Regions from separate parts of the Rattus norvegicus genome. Here region 2 is linked to region 1. A link is a contact called in public Hi-C data. All regions are on one chromosome and are shown on one strand. The core of a region is the stretch at or near the end of the contact, and the rest is flanking DNA. Distances in the headings are between cores, read along the strand shown.

Region 1 (3,657 bases), core at 387-2,886:
AATATATATTGAGTCCTTGAATATATGAACCAGAGCTACCTTTTTTCTTAAAGAAAGTAAAAAATAAATAAATAAATAAATAAAGTATTCCTTGGAAAAGCAATACCTGTATCAAGTATTTTTATCTTTATGAACAAAAACCACAAGTCATGTTCATGAGTTATGAGTCAGTTCCTCAGTGGCCATACCTAAATAGTGGGAGTCAAATCCCGGTTCAAATGCCTGCCCTGTTGACCCCGTGAAGTCACTCTTTGAGCCTCCAATTGCTCATCATTAAATGGATATACAGTTCAACTGGCCCTACCCAGCAGGTTTGGCGGTCTGGAATGACAGACTGGCTCCAGTAATCGGTTGGAGAAATACCGATGACCTCTAAATACCCTTGGCCCGTTTCTGCCCTGTATAAATAGCAGAGACAGACATATCTGCCTTGATCAACCACAATCAATAAATAGACTCCCAAATCTGCCTAAATCCCAAGGGAGAGTTCTGCCCATTCCATCCTACCGACAAAGTAGCACAATTTCTTGGCGCCTTCCCTATCCGACCCCACTCGGCCGATTAACGCAGTGGAGTTCCCTTACCTCTGCCCAGGATGTGGCCTCTCTCCAGGTGCCTCTCCGGCACCAGGAAGGTGTAGACCTCGGAACTGAAGCCGGGACGGCAGGAGTCAGACTCCGACTCCGGCTGCTGACAAAGCCACGAGGAGACCTGGGGTGGCGAGAAGGTAGACAAACTGGTGACTTGAGGGGGTTCCCAACAGCCCACACCGAAACCAAGAGTAACCCTTCCCTCGCCTGGGCGGTCGGGATTTGTGGGAGGACCCCCTCGGGGCAGACCGGGACGCAACCCTCTCAACCCGAAACCAGCCTCCAAGCTCAGCTCCAAGAGCCTTTGGGGGAGGGGGCATCTGGGGCCACCACCTGGCAACCGGGTCTACCTTTCTCTCCTAGCTCCATTTGCATCTCACTGGAGACGCCTTTACTCTTTCCGGACACCACTTTCTTAGACCGCGAACGGTCTCAACCAACGCCTCGGACTTCCCTCTTACCTTAGAGAGCCCATCTCCAATCTACGGTCCCTCCCTCACATGGCAGGTGCTTTTTGTGGTACTAAAATCCCTTTCCTTATCTCGGGTCGTCCGCGCTCCTTCTGTCCCCCACCTTCTACAGGCAGGCCCCCATCCTAATACACGCCTCCTCCGTCCGTCTCAAACAGGGACCCTGCTCAACTCGGGGTCCCGGGAGACGGCAGCGTGGCGCGCCCCCACCTGGGAACCTAAGCGAGAGGCGGCCCCTCTGCGCTCTCCTGGACCTCCCTCCCTGCACAGCGTAGCCTCCAGGGCGATCTGGCCCTCTGGAGCCCAACTTTCTTGGAAGAAGGGAAGTGGAACCACAGAAGGCAAAAAAAAAAAAAAAAAAAAAGCGAAAAAGCGAAGCGGGTCGTGGGACCCTCCACATACCTGCAGCAGGAGCAGGAGCGCGGAGAAGCTGCGGCACCGGGCTCCCATGGCTGGCCGGGCAAACGCCGAGCAAACACTGAGCTCGGGTGCGGTCGGGCAGGGCCGGGTTAGGCCGGGCTGAAGTCTAGCAGAAGTTCTTGAGAACTCAGTAGTGCGCCGCGGCTCCCACACCAGTGAGCCAAGCAGAGGCTGCGGCCGCCAGGTGAGCCCGCAGGCACCGCCCCCGGCGCCGCTGATTGGCTGGGGACGCACCTGCAGGTGGCAACCAAGGAGCCCGCACTGCCCTCAACTTCCTCCACCCGTCTGTAAATTGGTGACATGGGCCGGGCTTAGGAGACTTCCTTGCTTCCTTATTCCTCGGTCGCTCGAATCCTAGCCTAGCTGTGCTCTGGCCCACTGAGACTTGCAGTTACAAAAGACTTTACTCTTCATCTAGGTTTCTGTTTTGTTTGTATTTATTTTGTTTGGTTAGATGAGTTTGTTTGGTTTGATTTACATTGTCTTAAGGATTTTAAATGACATTTTAACGTGTGTGTGTGTGTGTGTGTGTGTGTGTGTGTGTGTGTGTGTGTGTGTGTCGCGCGAGGGGAGGCATATACTCGCAAACGCTTGTGCCACAGATGCCGTTTTCGCCTTTACTGACTGAGCTATCTCTCCGGCGGTTTTCTTTGGTAGCCTTTTTTGTTTGTTTTCCAGCCCAAGTAGCCTCAGCCATCCTCTTGTTTCAGCCTCTCAAATGCTAGGATTTGGGGCACCAGACCAGACTAATCATCTAATTTTCTAACACCTGTCCCCCTCCCTTTTGAGATACAGTCTTGCTATGTAGTCCAGTGTGGCTTTGAACTCACTATTGTCTCAGTCTCCTCACTTCTGGGATGGAGCTACAGGGACCCACTACCCGGTAGCTCCACTAAAATCTGTTCTCTTAACTTCAGTTCTCAGGAGGTTAGTGAGCCAGGGAGGAAGCCAATGGATTAGCATCCCCTGGAATAGGAATTACAGGCAATTTCAGTGCTCAGCGTGGGAACTGAACTCTGAACCCCTGGAAGAAGAGCAAGTCATCTTAACTCCCAAGCCACCTCCCTGGCCCCTTGTTTGTCTGGTTATTGTTTGTTTGTTTGTTTGTTTGTTTGAGGTCTCTCTCAGAACTCACTATGTAGACCAGTCTGGCCTCGAACTCGCAGAGCTCCAACTACTGCTACCTCCCAAGAGCTAACTAACATTAAAGGCATGTGCCACTACGACTTTGTGTGTATTTGTTTTCTGAGACAAGTTCTTCCTAAGCAGCCCAGACTGGCTTTAACCTTAGGATCCTCTCGCATCAGCATCCTAAATGTCGGGAGTATGATATGTACCACCACGCCCGTCAGGTTTTTTGTTTCGTTATTTTTATTTTACATTTTTTATTTTTAAAGTTTTATTTACATTGGTGTTCCCCCCCTCCATGTATGTCTATGTGAGGGTATCAGATCTCCTAGAACTGGAATTACAGACAGCTATAAGCTATCATGTGGGTTCTAGGATTTGAACCTGGTTCCTTTAGAAGGGCAGCCAGTGCTCTCAAACAGAGTCATCTCTCCAGCCCTCTCCAGTCAGTTTTGTTTTGTTTTTCATGCTGAGCTGGAAGAGATGCTTTAGTAGTCTCTCAAATCTGTTATTTACCTTCAACTTGATATCATGTAGCAAGTCAATGCTAAAGCAAAGACCAGAACTCAAGCTCTCCTGCCCCAGAGACAGAGACTTTTAATGCCATAGCCATAGCACAGCCATCAGCACCTTCATCAGAGAATCCTGTCCCCGGTACATAATTTTAGGATCAAAAAGAAAATAGACAAACGTTAGATCAGTTTCCCTGTCTGCCTATGGCCTGCCGTGTCTGTGTTGCTTGGCTACATGAAAACAAAGGCACCTCTCACTCCTGTTGGCCTAGCCTTGGCAAAACAGAGATTGGGGATGTGGCTCAGTTTGTCAAGTGCATGCATGAGGCCCTGGGTACCATCCTCAGCACTGTATAAACCAGTCATGGTGGTGCCTCTGTGTAATAGGCACATAGGGGTTACACATGGGCAGGAAGATCATAACTTCAAAGCCATCCTTCTCAGCTATGTACTGGATTTGAGCCCCGTGAATCTCAACAAGCAACCCAAAACTACAAAATAATATTCTTGCCAGTCACTAGCTGTGCAACCTTGGGC
Region 2 (4,018 bases), core at 1,477-3,976, 40 kb before region 1:
GGGGGGCTGGAGAGATGGCTCAGCAGTTAAGAGCACCCGACTGCTCTTCCAGAGGTCCTGAGTTCAATTCCCAGCAACCACATGGTGGCTCACAACCATCTGTAAAGAGATCCGATGCCCTCTTCTGTTGTGTCTATAGACAGCTACAGTGTACTTATATATAATAAATTAATAGAAAGAAAGAAAGAAAGAAAAAAAAAAAGAAAGAAAGAAAGAAAGGAAGGAAGAAAGAAAGAAAGGTAAAGGGATATGGTCCAGCCACATGGCTAGGAACAGACAGAAGCTGTGGTCTGACAATTTGGTTTAACCAGACAGTCTGTCTACACTGTGGCAAGCCAACTATGATATGTGGCTTTGAGTGCAGACTAACTGGAAGTAGCTACAGATACTAGCAAAAGAGCATCCCATAGACAAGGGCCTCAGAACCACACGGATACTCAGAAGAGGTTTGAACAAAGGAGGAAGTCTAAACCAGGCTCAAGAACCTTCTACAAAGCACATCTTTAATCCCAGCACTTGGGAGGCAGAGGCAGGCAGGTCACTGGTTCAAAGCCAGCAGATGGAGATACAGTTAGTTAGTCAGATAGATAAGATGAATAGATAGATGAATAGATAGATAGATAGATAGATAGATAGATAGATAGATAGATACATACATACATACATACATACATACATGCATACATACATACATAATATCCATCTATACACACACCTGCAGAGAGTTCCAGAACAGCCAGAGTTACTTACACACCCTGTCTTGAAGAACCAAAAGAAAACAACAAAAAAACCTTCCACCTTATGTCTCAAAAACAACAAAAAACATCTCCAAGGAAGGCACGGCTGAATCTCGGAGAAACAGCCAGCAGGGTGTAGTGAGGAGAGCCCACAAAGTCACAGACCAGGGAGAACTCTCTCAGGCTCATTAAATCCTGATTTCTGGGAGTAAACAGGATACAGGGCAATCCATCATCACCAGGCCTGTCCCCAGATGTTCTAAGGTCATTAATGCTGACTGTGGACACCAGGGCAGTGATCACCAGTTCAGGTTCTATGGGGCTAATGTGTTTCCAGCTCCATGGTAACTCTGCTGAGAGCCAATCACAGTCAGCCTCACACAGGAGACACGTTAGCATTCTACATTTTGTTGAATGTGGTTAAGCACACTCAAGGGTTCAGGTCCCAGCTCTGCTTCTTTCTTCGGCCATTGCTCACCTCTGCCAAGTGGCAGTTTCTCCATTTGCAAAAAGTCAGGTGTGCTCACCTCCCTCAAGGATTCTTTCTCAAAAATAGGTGGGTTTTTTTTTTTTCTTCTTCTTCTTTCCTTTTTGGGAGGTATCAAGATCAACCCACACGACAGGCAACCACATCCCCAGGCTTTGAACTACATCCCTGGTCCTTTTTTTCATTTTTATTTTGAAAACAGGCTCTTGCTAAGTTGTCCGGGCTGGTCTTGAACAGACAGGGTGCCTTTAACCTGTAATCCTCCTGCCTCTCGGCTTCCTGAGTAGCTGAAATTACAGGCCGGTATCACCATGCTCAGAACGTCAACAAAATGTAAAGCTCTGACTTACTCTCTGCTTCATTGGAAGCTGTGTTTGAAAAACAGGTTCTTTGCCCTCCCAAGATTTGTGATCCGGGGCAGCAGGGATAACAACCACACACACACACACACATATATATATATATATATATATATATATATATATATATATATATGTATATGTATATGTATATGTATATGTATATATGTATGTATGTATGTATGTATGTATGTATGTATGTATGTATATCCAGAGAAGGTAATGGGGTTCCAAGGACTGAGGTAGGCTGGGGTGGGGGAGGCTGATTTAATCAAGCAGGAAGGCTGGACTTCTGGCTACATGCTCAAGCCAGAGTGAGGCACAGGGTGGTGCAAAGGGCAGTTCTAAGACCCATCCAAGCGCCTCGTGCTTGTCATGGCCTGGATCCCTGATTCAACACAGAAGAGCCAGGTGAGAACACAGCAGATGTGGTCACTGGGCCAGAACTGAAGAAACAGTGCCTGTAGGTCTACATGGGCTTGTGACCAGCAGTGGCTCCTGCTCCTTCAGTTGAGAGCCAAGATCTCTCCCATCTCCTTGTCCTTCATGTCAGGACCAAGGAAAAGAAACACTAGCTTGAAGTCATTTTCCTCCCCAGGCCTCTCTTGGACAGTCCAGCATCTGCAGATGAAACCTCCTGAGGCTTGATCTCAGTAATGCTCCATGGGGCTCCATTAGGTCAGCTCGGGGCCTGGGGTGGCTTTGCTGGTCAAGAGCCAGGTTTCAATGTTCCTACAGACACTCTCTGGTGAGGATGCAATTACTTTAAGAGGGGTTGAAATCTGGTGCAAGAAGATGGGGACTTTGTCCCTACCTGCTGTAATAGGGTTATGGGGACAAAAATGGGCCAGAAGAGATGGTTCAGTGGTTAAAAGCACTTGTTACTCTTCCAGAGATGTAGAAATCCCAGCACACACGTCAGGTACCTCACATCTGCCTGTAACTCCAGTTTCTGGGGATCTGATAGCCTTTCTTCTGGCCAAGCTGACACCAGCAGACAAAAAAACAAAAAAACCTTTGGCTTTCGTGCCAAGTCAGAGCTGTGGTGTCCTGGCTTTTAGCTGCAAGCAGACAATACCACTGCACCCTACTGCCTAAACACAGGGGTGCTAACTGGCACTGCCACTGGCTGCAGCCCAGGGAGCATTCCTGTGGCTCCATGACTTGTTTGCTTATTGATTAGGAAGAGGAGGCTGCCTCTCTACTTTCCCTTTCTGTGGATTTCCCCCAGGGAGAAGAGCCCAGGGAGGGTCTTGTTCTAAATTCCACACAGCTGAGTCCTCCACCCTAAACCTCTTCCCACAAGAGGCAGGCAGTCCTGAGTGCCGGTGTGCGGACCATCCTAGCCCTAGTTCTTAATGTAGCCATAACAGCTCTAAGGCCTCAGTCCCACTCGGGAACTAAAGCATGTTGACCAAAATGTCTATAATCTCGCTCTGGGATCTAATGTACAGTGTGCATACTGTCCTGGTGTGCTTTGAAAACTGCCCGGGCCTCCAACTAACTTAATACAGAGATGGGAAAGGAGTTGGTAGATCTTAAATCTTCCCCCAAGTGCCTGTAGAATCCAATATAAGCAAAAAAAAAAAAAAAAGTCATTGCCTCAGGCACAAGGTGCATTTTACAAACCACCCTGGGGGAAACATGACTCAGCAAAGGCTCAGAGATGTTAAAGGCCTCTTCCAAGGTCACACAGCATGAATGGCAGAGTAAGGCTCAAACTGGCCGACTGTAGAAGACCCAAAGGCCCACCTTCTTTACTCCCATACAGTCCTTCTGCACAGCCTGACCTTGTGGGTTCTGGGGATTTCCTTCACTCCCTTGTGGTAATGGAAAGTGAGAACACAGTCCTTCCATTTACTAACCCAGACAGCTGGGTTCTAAGGTGACAGGAGAACAGACACACATCGCTTCTTTGTACACTCTGTCAGGTGTCAATTTTGCACCCCGGATTGGGATTTGGCTTAGTTTTGAATGTCAACAGCAATGCCTTCTGGATGTGTGGGGGAGGGAGTGTTACCAGGTGGAACTGTAGCATATCTCACACGCCAGAGCCGACACAGCAGATGCTGAATGACGGTCGGTGAGTGAAATATCCTATCACCAGAGTATTGTCTAGCAACGGAAAGAAACAGAGGTGCCTTCTGCTTCATGGATGATCTGTCACACATACAAAAGACCACACAGGCCCCGTGCCATTCCGTTTGTCGTACTCAAATATCCCAGACCAAAAAGACAGGGCTTGAAGAAGGCAGGTGGCAAGGGGCAGATTTCTTAATATTTATTCATTTATTTATTCATTTTGTATTTATTCGTTTTGCTCTATGTGTGAATGTTTTAGCCTCATGTATGTCTGTGTACCAAATGGACGCTTAGTGATACAGAGGTCACAGAAAGGCATCAGACCCCTTAGAACTGGGGCTATAGATTGTAGT

The links. Hi-C and Micro-C count contacts between places; a contact is called where the count stands out from the background.
Region 2: a Hi-C map of liver shows a contact between it and region 1, with 2.1 times the contacts expected there. The contact joins the enhancer-like site here to the promoter of Cdh1 in region 1. A contact is called at or near these places in 4 of 12 Hi-C or Micro-C datasets (kidney, liver and mammary epithelial cells).

Annotation. Positions count from the first base shown.
Region 1 is chr19:51,400,157-51,403,813 of GRCr8, reverse strand. Cdh1 (cadherin 1) reads right to left here and starts at 1,636. Exons shown (of 16, transcript NM_031334.1): 1 at 1,463-1,636; 2 at 585-711. The coding sequence starts at 1,510.
Region 2 is chr19:51,441,104-51,445,121 of GRCr8, reverse strand. The region is part of intron 2 of Cdh1 (cadherin 1); the gene reads right to left. Among named protein-coding and RNA genes, the nearest start is that of Tango6, 36 kb to the left of the region's middle. Within about 2 kb of position 2,726, at least 6 of the 93 cell types and tissues checked have an H3K27ac peak or open chromatin away from gene starts, as enhancers often do. A contact at or near this core is called in liver, where this site is marked.